2 separate regions of the Hordeum vulgare genome follow, and region 1 is linked to region 2. The links are chromatin contacts, called in public Hi-C maps. All regions are on one chromosome and are shown on one strand. Each heading gives the region's core, a stretch centred on a gene start, on an enhancer-like site or on the middle of the called end of the contact. The rest is flanking DNA. Distances are from core to core; before and after follow the strand shown. Region 1 has its middle 34 kb from the start of LOC123406036. Region 2 holds the start of LOC123406036.

Region 1 (3,940 bases), core at 1,355-3,854, 34 kb after region 2:
CGCGACACATGATGACGGCTGAGAACGTGTCAAATGACAACGCGTGGGAGTGCTCGCTGGTAGGCTCTGAAGGAGCGCTCGCAAACTAGTTGCTCTCCAACTTCACAACTCCCCTCCTGGAGAAGACGGAGCGGTAGCTTAAAATCACGACGCCCTGGTTTGCTCGCTGCGCAAAACCTGAGATTTTCAGGAGTCGGTGGACTATCGAACAGGGTCTATGTCAGAACCAGATTCATGATTAATTTGTAGGGCGCAACCTATATGAAGAAAAAGAGCTGCTTTTTCATTAGTTCTCCTTTATTTGTATATTTATTTTCTTGTTTTTTCATCAGTTATTCCTCGTTTCTTTCTCCTTTCCATTGATTTTATTTTCCTTGGTTTTCTTCACTTCTTTATTGGTTTCACTAGCTTTTTATTTTATTTATTTTCTCGTCGGTTGTTTTGATTTTCTTTGTTTCTTTCTCAGCTCTCCTTGCTTTTTTTCAGTTTTGTTTGTTTATTATCTCTTTTTCATCGATTTTCTTTAGTTTCCTCCAAGGTTTTCACTGTTTTCTCTATACATATTTTGTATATATCTAATACAATTGTCTGCATGTTTAACATTTTTTAAATAAAAAATAAAGTTGTTATGGAAGTCAATATTCTCGCATTTATTGCTAATACGCCATTCATTCTAGATCCTACTTATTTTTTACTTATTATTTATGTAAAAATACAAAACTAACATTTCTTGAATACACGACAATTTTTCTAAACAAATTTTATATTTTACAAATTCTTGATTAATAAAATTTGAACAGAAAATTAATAAATATTTCTAATACATGGTACATCTTTTACACATATCTAACGTTTCTGAAAATGCTTGATAAACATTGTTTGAATACAAGTTTACAATTTTCTAAATACATGGTCAATATTTTATCTACGCATGTTTGAATTTTTTTAAATAATTGGTTAACATTTCTTAAATACCATATTAACATTGTGTGCATACATGGTCAATATCTTTTCTATGTAAGATTTATTTATTTTATTTAAATTCTTGTTAATATTTTTCAAAATACAAGTTTAGCATTTTCTAATGCATGTTCAACATTTTTCTATACGTATTTAATATTTTCAAATGCTTGATTAACATTTTCCAAATAGCTGTTTAACATTTCATTTTAAATGCTTGGTTTAACATTTTCATAAATAAATGATCAACTTTTTCACACCAATTCTCTCTTTTTCTTGTATATATTTTTCATATACATGAGAAACTTTTTCTCTAAACACGTTTAACATTTTTCAATGCCTGGTTAACATTCAGTTTAAAATGTTTTATGTATAGTGTTGTTTGTAATATATTTATTTATAATGTTGGAAGTATAAAACGAAAGTAAAAATAAATAAAAGAACAAACATGAAAGAAAAAGAAAAGAAAAAGCAATGTGTGGTCTCTCACATGGCGAGGCCTGCCCATCTAGCGTTTTGCTTGACACTAGAGTTCCGTGGGTCCCGCTATAAGGAAGACATAGGGACACCCCTATATGATGCCACACACATTGTTGCGAGAAATATATTTCAATTTGGGAAAATAAATGGCACTCTAGTTTTCTCCTATTTTCCTTATGCCACTTTAGATTTGAGATTTCTTCTTTGTCACTCTTAGCTTTTGACAATACATCACAACTATCATTCCATGGCAAAGCACAATTTTCAAAAGTGGCAAGTGTGATACATTGATAAAATATAATGGTGATAAAGGTGGACTGACATTTGTGATACATTGTCGAAAGCTAAATGTGGTAAAAGTGAGATGTCAAATTCTATATTTTTCAATTTTCCCCTTTTTTCAGCACATGGCTACATTTCTGGTGCACAATGTACATTCTTTGTATATATAAGGAATATATTTTTATAGACATTTAAAGTTTTCCAAATACATGGTTACTATTTCAATAATATATTTTTTGATGACTGTTATTTAATACACACTGTACCCTTTTCGTACACATATACATTTTATTGACGTTTTACCCTTTTGAAATACACGATTAACATTTTTATAAATGCATGTTTGTAAATATTTTTTAATATGTATTGAGAAATCAAATACATGTTAAAAAAAATCTGAATCATAGATACAATTTTTCTAACTTACGCAAACGTTCTTTATATTGTATAAACACTTTTTAGAAATTTCAAAGATATTTGTATAACGAGTTAACAGTTTTTAAAAATATAACATATTCTATGAATGGTATAACATTTCTTTCTTCAATTAAACGAATTATATTAAATTTTCACAAAATGTCATTTACATTTTATTGAAACATGTGAACATTTTTTGAAATGTCATGCACTTTAATTAATGCTATCAACTTAAAAAAAACACTTGCAAACTTTTGCATAGTGTTAATTGTTTTCTCAAATTTGTGGTGGACATATTAAAAACATATTATTTACATTAATGTTTTGTAAATATATTTGTTTAGAAAGAAAAAAATGTAAATTAACTGAAGGAAAAAAACGAACAAAAGCTGTACATGTACCTGCGTGCTTATGAGCCAGTCCATTTAGGGCCTTCGGGACATGAGGAGCACGTATGTTGCTGCGGGCGAGTCATAGCCACACTCTTAAATAGCCGCCATAAGGCTCACAGCACCAATATTGGCCGACCCAAGCAATGGTGTTTTTATGGATATTTTCGTTTGCCATACATTTCTGTTTTCCCAGTTTATCTTTTCTTTCTTCATTTCTGGATTAAACTTTCGACTTTATTTTCCATTTTAAATTACATGGACACTTTTATAAAACAGTGGCTTTTTAAATATGAATGAATTTATTTTACAAATATTGAACTTTTTTTAAAATGTTGATTTTTGTACACGGATAATTTTAGAAATTTAAATACTTTTGTAAATTCATGAACATTTAATAAATTCCTGAGTATTTTAAGGTTTACTATTTTCCCTAAAATGTACATCATCAATAATATTGATGATTTGTTTAAACAATTAGAATTCAAAATATATTTGTAATTTGTGAGCAGTATTTATTTCTAATACATGAAACCTTAATGTAGTAAATTTATAAATTTCACATTTTACTTGTTTATAAATTAATTAATTTGTAGATATTTTAGAAATCAGATGTTTTGCCTTATTTTGAGCATGCTTGATATTTTTCCAGCGGCATCAGATGTAGTGGGTTTTGATCTACCCATGATTTCCCTAGGTGAGACGAAAGCCAATGCACGACGGGGATATTGGGTGGCCCACAACACGTAGAATAGGAGGACCCAACACAACGATGGCTCGGTTCACTCCGCCTAAAAGGACCTCATAATGGGTGGGCCATTGTGTGGCTCAATAACATGTACTTTGTCAACGGACATTGTCGGAAAGAATAAAATAAATCCAATAAAATAAGAACCACTCGTGTTAGGTCTAGGACTTGAAGCCTAGAGGGTTGGTTCCATAATAAAGAACCAAAACGGCAGAGCTACACTCTGTTTGCTAATGTTTTACGAGTTGCAACACACATACTCACAGAAACCTGATGATGACTGGATTAGCGGGCTAAAGTTTTATTATAGTTGAGTGAAGCAAGGTTGACGAGCATGTTGTCCATCACTACATACATATGATGTGTTAAGTATGGGTTTTAATTTTAGTATGATAGACACAATATACTAAGTGTCACACATGTAACCCATATTTTGTATGCTTTATTCGGAAAGGATGTTTAAACTCTTGGCCTTGTCAAATTGACTCATGTCAGTGTGGAGTAGTAGCAACCACTTTTGCACTGCAACAAGGTCCCCCCCCCCCCCCCCCCCCCGATGGTTGTGGCGGTGTTCTAAGGTGGGAAGATGTCCCACATACCCACTAGTGCCTTTCCGGTCTGGCGTGGAGTATTGACTGGTGCAACTATCGGAAGATTCAATGTC
Region 2 (3,912 bases), core at 1,094-3,593:
TAAACCCCACATGGTCAACTTCTGGCAGCACCATAAAACACGCAGATCTGACAGGGTGATGCGTAAGTCCTGCTGGCAACAGATGAGTATTTTTTATATTATGTGCTGCATGTAGTGTTTTCTTCTTTATTCCCTATTAAACAACCAGATAGATTACCGAAAATAACAAGCTCCACTATGTAGATTTATTCCAATGTATTACTGTCACTGATGCATAGCATAGCAGCAACTGGAATTTCAGTCTTGTTAATAGGACTCAGATGACAAATGAGCCACTTCAGCAGATTCCTTGTGGGGACCTTATTGTATCTCTTGTTTCTGCTCCAAATCTAAGATTCTGTATGCTTTTGAAATTCTACCTAAATGACATGTTTGTATTCAAGTCTGGTATACTAGGGCAGTAATGGGAACACCAGATGTTTGCATGTCAAGTTCAATATCATTATTTGCACCACACTGAATCTGGATTGACTTAATTATACAAGATGTAAGTACAACCCTGATCACAAGACTTGTTTCAGAATGATGGTGCACAAAATACAATGTACGGTCATCCCAGTAAAATTGGTATGACTACATCTGTTTTCCTCCCAAATTTCTCTTCAAGTCAAGGAAGGTGTGAAGTCCGGCAAACTGTAACACCAAGTGATGCCTACAACTCTAGCAAAATTGTGACCCCAAGTAGTAGTGTCTACGACTCATTGTTATCTAATGAATCATCTTCAAGTTTATACCACATAATACGGAAATATCTTAAATTCCAACATGTGAAGCATGCCAGTAAACCATATAGTATTGACCAAAACAAGCAATATGCACACCAGCACCAAGGAGGCAATGACTAACCTTTGCATCTGTATCATCAGCTTGATGGATGGAGTATTTGCTTGGGATGATGATAACAGATCCAGTGGACATGCCCATGGCAATATAGCTCCTATGTACTGCTAAGACCTGAGGAGAGCCATGGTCCTGTCTAAAAGACGGAGATGCCATGGCACGAGTTATTGGGTTGTCCACCTCAATCTGCATGTAACCAATAGCTGGTTGCCCCTTCCCAATCCCCTCCAGGTGCATGGGTTGTGCTGCTGCTCCCTCCTCCCAGTGTTGCCCAAATGAGGCCTGCCTCTTCTCAAGCTCCTCAGCCCGCTCCAATGGTTTCATCGGTACCTTCGGTCTTTTCTCTGCATTTTTTTCAGCCATCCTGGTGATCTCCAACCTCTCTTCGATCACCTTATCAATGATGCTCTCAGATTCCAGTTGCTCTTCCAAATCAGTGTCAGAACGTTCAACTTCCAGTCCATCATCAGTCTTTTCCTCGGATACTGACCCATCTTGATCCACAATCTCACCAGATTCCACTAAATTTCCATCAGTAATTTCCTCATCACTATTTTCTTCATCAACAAGCCCAATTTGACTCCCAACTTGATCTGCTTCTGCCAAATTCTCGCCCCCAAGTTGCTCCTGCTCGTTGAGATTTTCCACAGCAACAGAATCGACATTGCCTAGGTCCACCAATTCGGAGGGCTCGGAATTCTCTTCAGTCCCCACTTCCCCATGCTTGTACTCTTCCAATTCTTCATCCCCACTCCCACCGACAGCTTCCTCGGTCACCCTAGCAACCACTTCCTCGCTGACCTTCTCAGCTACTTCCTCTGCTTCGAAATTTCCAGTGGAAAGGATCCCCTCGGAGGCTTCGGAGCTGGAGCCCTCGTCGAGGAGCTTCCCGATGGGCGCGGAGGCGGTGCGCCGGGACTTAATTGCAGCGGCGTGCGGGGTGAGAACGGCGCGGGACGCGGCTGCCGCCGCGGCCAGGGCGGCGCCGGGCTTGGGGCTGGGGCGGACACCGCGGAAGAGCGAGGGGAGTGGCCTCGCCGAGGAGGTGGAAGAGGAAGCTGCGTTGCTCGAGAAGGTTCTCGAGACGAGGGAGGAGAGCGTCGCCGACGGCGATGCGGATGTGGATCTCCCGGGTGAAGCGGAGGCGGAGGCAGACGCGGGAGGGGATGGGGAAGAAGGTTTAGGGGGCGGCGGTGGGGCTTTGGTACGGGTTAGGGGTTTGAGGTTGGTGGTGGGCTTACGGGTCGGCTCGTCGTCGGAGTCGGAGTCGGACGAGGAGAGGAGGAGGAGCAGGTCGTCGACGGCGCGGCGGTGATCGGCGTCGGCGTCGGAGGCTGAGGAGGAGGCGGGAGACGACGGGAGGAAGGCGTCGAGGTCGAGCTCCTGAGCCGGAGGCGTCGGCGGTGGCTGGGATGCCATCGCCGGCGACGACGACGGCATGAGGGAGATGGTCGCCGTCTCGCCGAGGTGCGGTGGTGCGGAGGTTGGGATGCTTTCGTTTCCGGTGTTGCTTCGGTTGTATCAGTCGGCCAGGTGCAAAGTAGGCCTACACGGGCCGAGAGCATACGCGTTGAGCGGGCTCGAAAGGCTCGTGTCCTAGGCCCAGATCACATATTCACACAGAAAAAACAGCCCAGATGGCAGCGGTTATTTATTTTCTGCGTGGCACGGCTGGGATCAACTAGTTAGCAAGCGCTCCTTCGAGAGCCTCCCAGCGATCGCTCCCACGCGCCGCCACTAGACGCATTCTCAGCCGCCGTCATGTGTCGTGTTCTGAGTGTTCCCTTCGTATATTACTTTTTTTATTTTTTCGCACGTGTTTTCGGCTTTTTAGAGTGATTTTTTTCGAGGTTTTTTCACACGACTGTGCCTCTTGGAAAGAGAAAAAAAACGTGTTTTTCGCTCTCTTTTTTCCCGCGAGAGGCACGGTCGTGCCTCTTGTAAAGGAAAAAACGTGTTTTCTGCTCTCTCTCTCTCTTTCCTTTTTTTTATGGGAGGCACGGTTTTGCTTCCGCGAGAGGCATGGTTTTGCTATCGTGAGAGGCACGGTCGTGCCTCTCCAAAAGGAAAAAATGTGTTTTCTGCTCTCTTTTTTCGCGAGAGACACGATTTTACTTCCGCGAGAGGCATGGTTTTGTTGCCGCGAGAGGCACAGGCATGCCTCCGTGTTTTCTTCTCTCTCTCTCTCTCTCTCTTTTCCGCAAGGTGTACGCTTTTGCTATCGCGAGAGACACGGGAAAAGGAAAAAAAAACGCGTTTTCTGCTCTCTCTCCCTCTTTTTTCCGCGAGAGGCACGGTTTTGCTTCCGCGAGAGGCACGATCATGCATCTCGGAAAGGAAAAAAACGATGGTTTCTTCGTCCAGTGTTTTCGTGAAAAAATAATTTGTCAAAACCTATCAATATGGAATCTAGTTTTGAAGATCTCGACGCGAGAAACCCGACGATGAAAATAGTTCAAGATTTGAACGCACGATTTAGGAGATAAAACGTTTTGAAAATACGAATCTACCAAAAAAGGAAAAACTCCCAGGTCGTGACAAGTGGCACGCATATACTACACCACTTGTCGCAATCTGGGAGGTGGGAGTAACCATTAAAAGGTGTACTCGCTTACTAGTGATTTCGGGCAGGGCTTTTACTTGGAACAAGATGATGATGGCACGAGCTATATCTCGGGGAAATCCTATTTAGCGCCGCAGGCGTTTGTTACAGTGAATTTCTGCTATGGGCGCCTGCAACGCCCCGCGCGGGGCCGGGCCATCTCAGCTTTTTTTCTTTCTGTTTTGAAGACAGAAAATGGACTAGCGTCGCGGGAAATCGAACTCTCGATCTTCAACCTCGGGTTAACAAGCAGTAACCACCGTGCCAATGCATGGACTAATTTTCTTTTGCTCTTTTCTTATTTCTTCCTTTGGTTTTCCTTTTTTGCTTATGTTTTTTGTTTCTATTTTTCCTTTTTTTCTGCTTGGCTCGATGATTGTATTATAGTTCAGGATCCTTTTCTTCGAATCGATGTTTTTCTCAAATTTACTGTACTTTTGCCAAAATTGATGAATTTTTTTCAAATTGAA

The links. Hi-C and Micro-C count contacts between places; a contact is called where the count stands out from the background.
Region 1: a Hi-C map of leaf shows a contact between it and region 2, with 4 times the contacts expected there. The contact joins the enhancer-like site here to the promoter of LOC123406036 in region 2. A contact is called at or near these places in 2 of 6 Hi-C or Micro-C datasets (leaf and seedling).

The regions. Positions count from the first base shown.
Region 1 is chr6H:30,464,342-30,468,281 of MorexV3_pseudomolecules_assembly, forward strand. No RefSeq gene overlaps it. Among protein-coding and RNA genes, the nearest start is that of LOC123406036, 34 kb to the left of the region's middle. Within about 2 kb of position 2,605, at least 1 of the 3 cell types and tissues checked has open chromatin away from gene starts, as enhancers often do. A contact at or near this core is called in leaf, where this site is marked.
Region 2 is chr6H:30,430,170-30,434,081 of MorexV3_pseudomolecules_assembly, forward strand. It overlaps LOC123406036, which reads right to left and starts at 2,344. Exons shown (of 20, transcript XM_045099537.1): 1 at 847-2,344. The coding sequence starts at 2,280.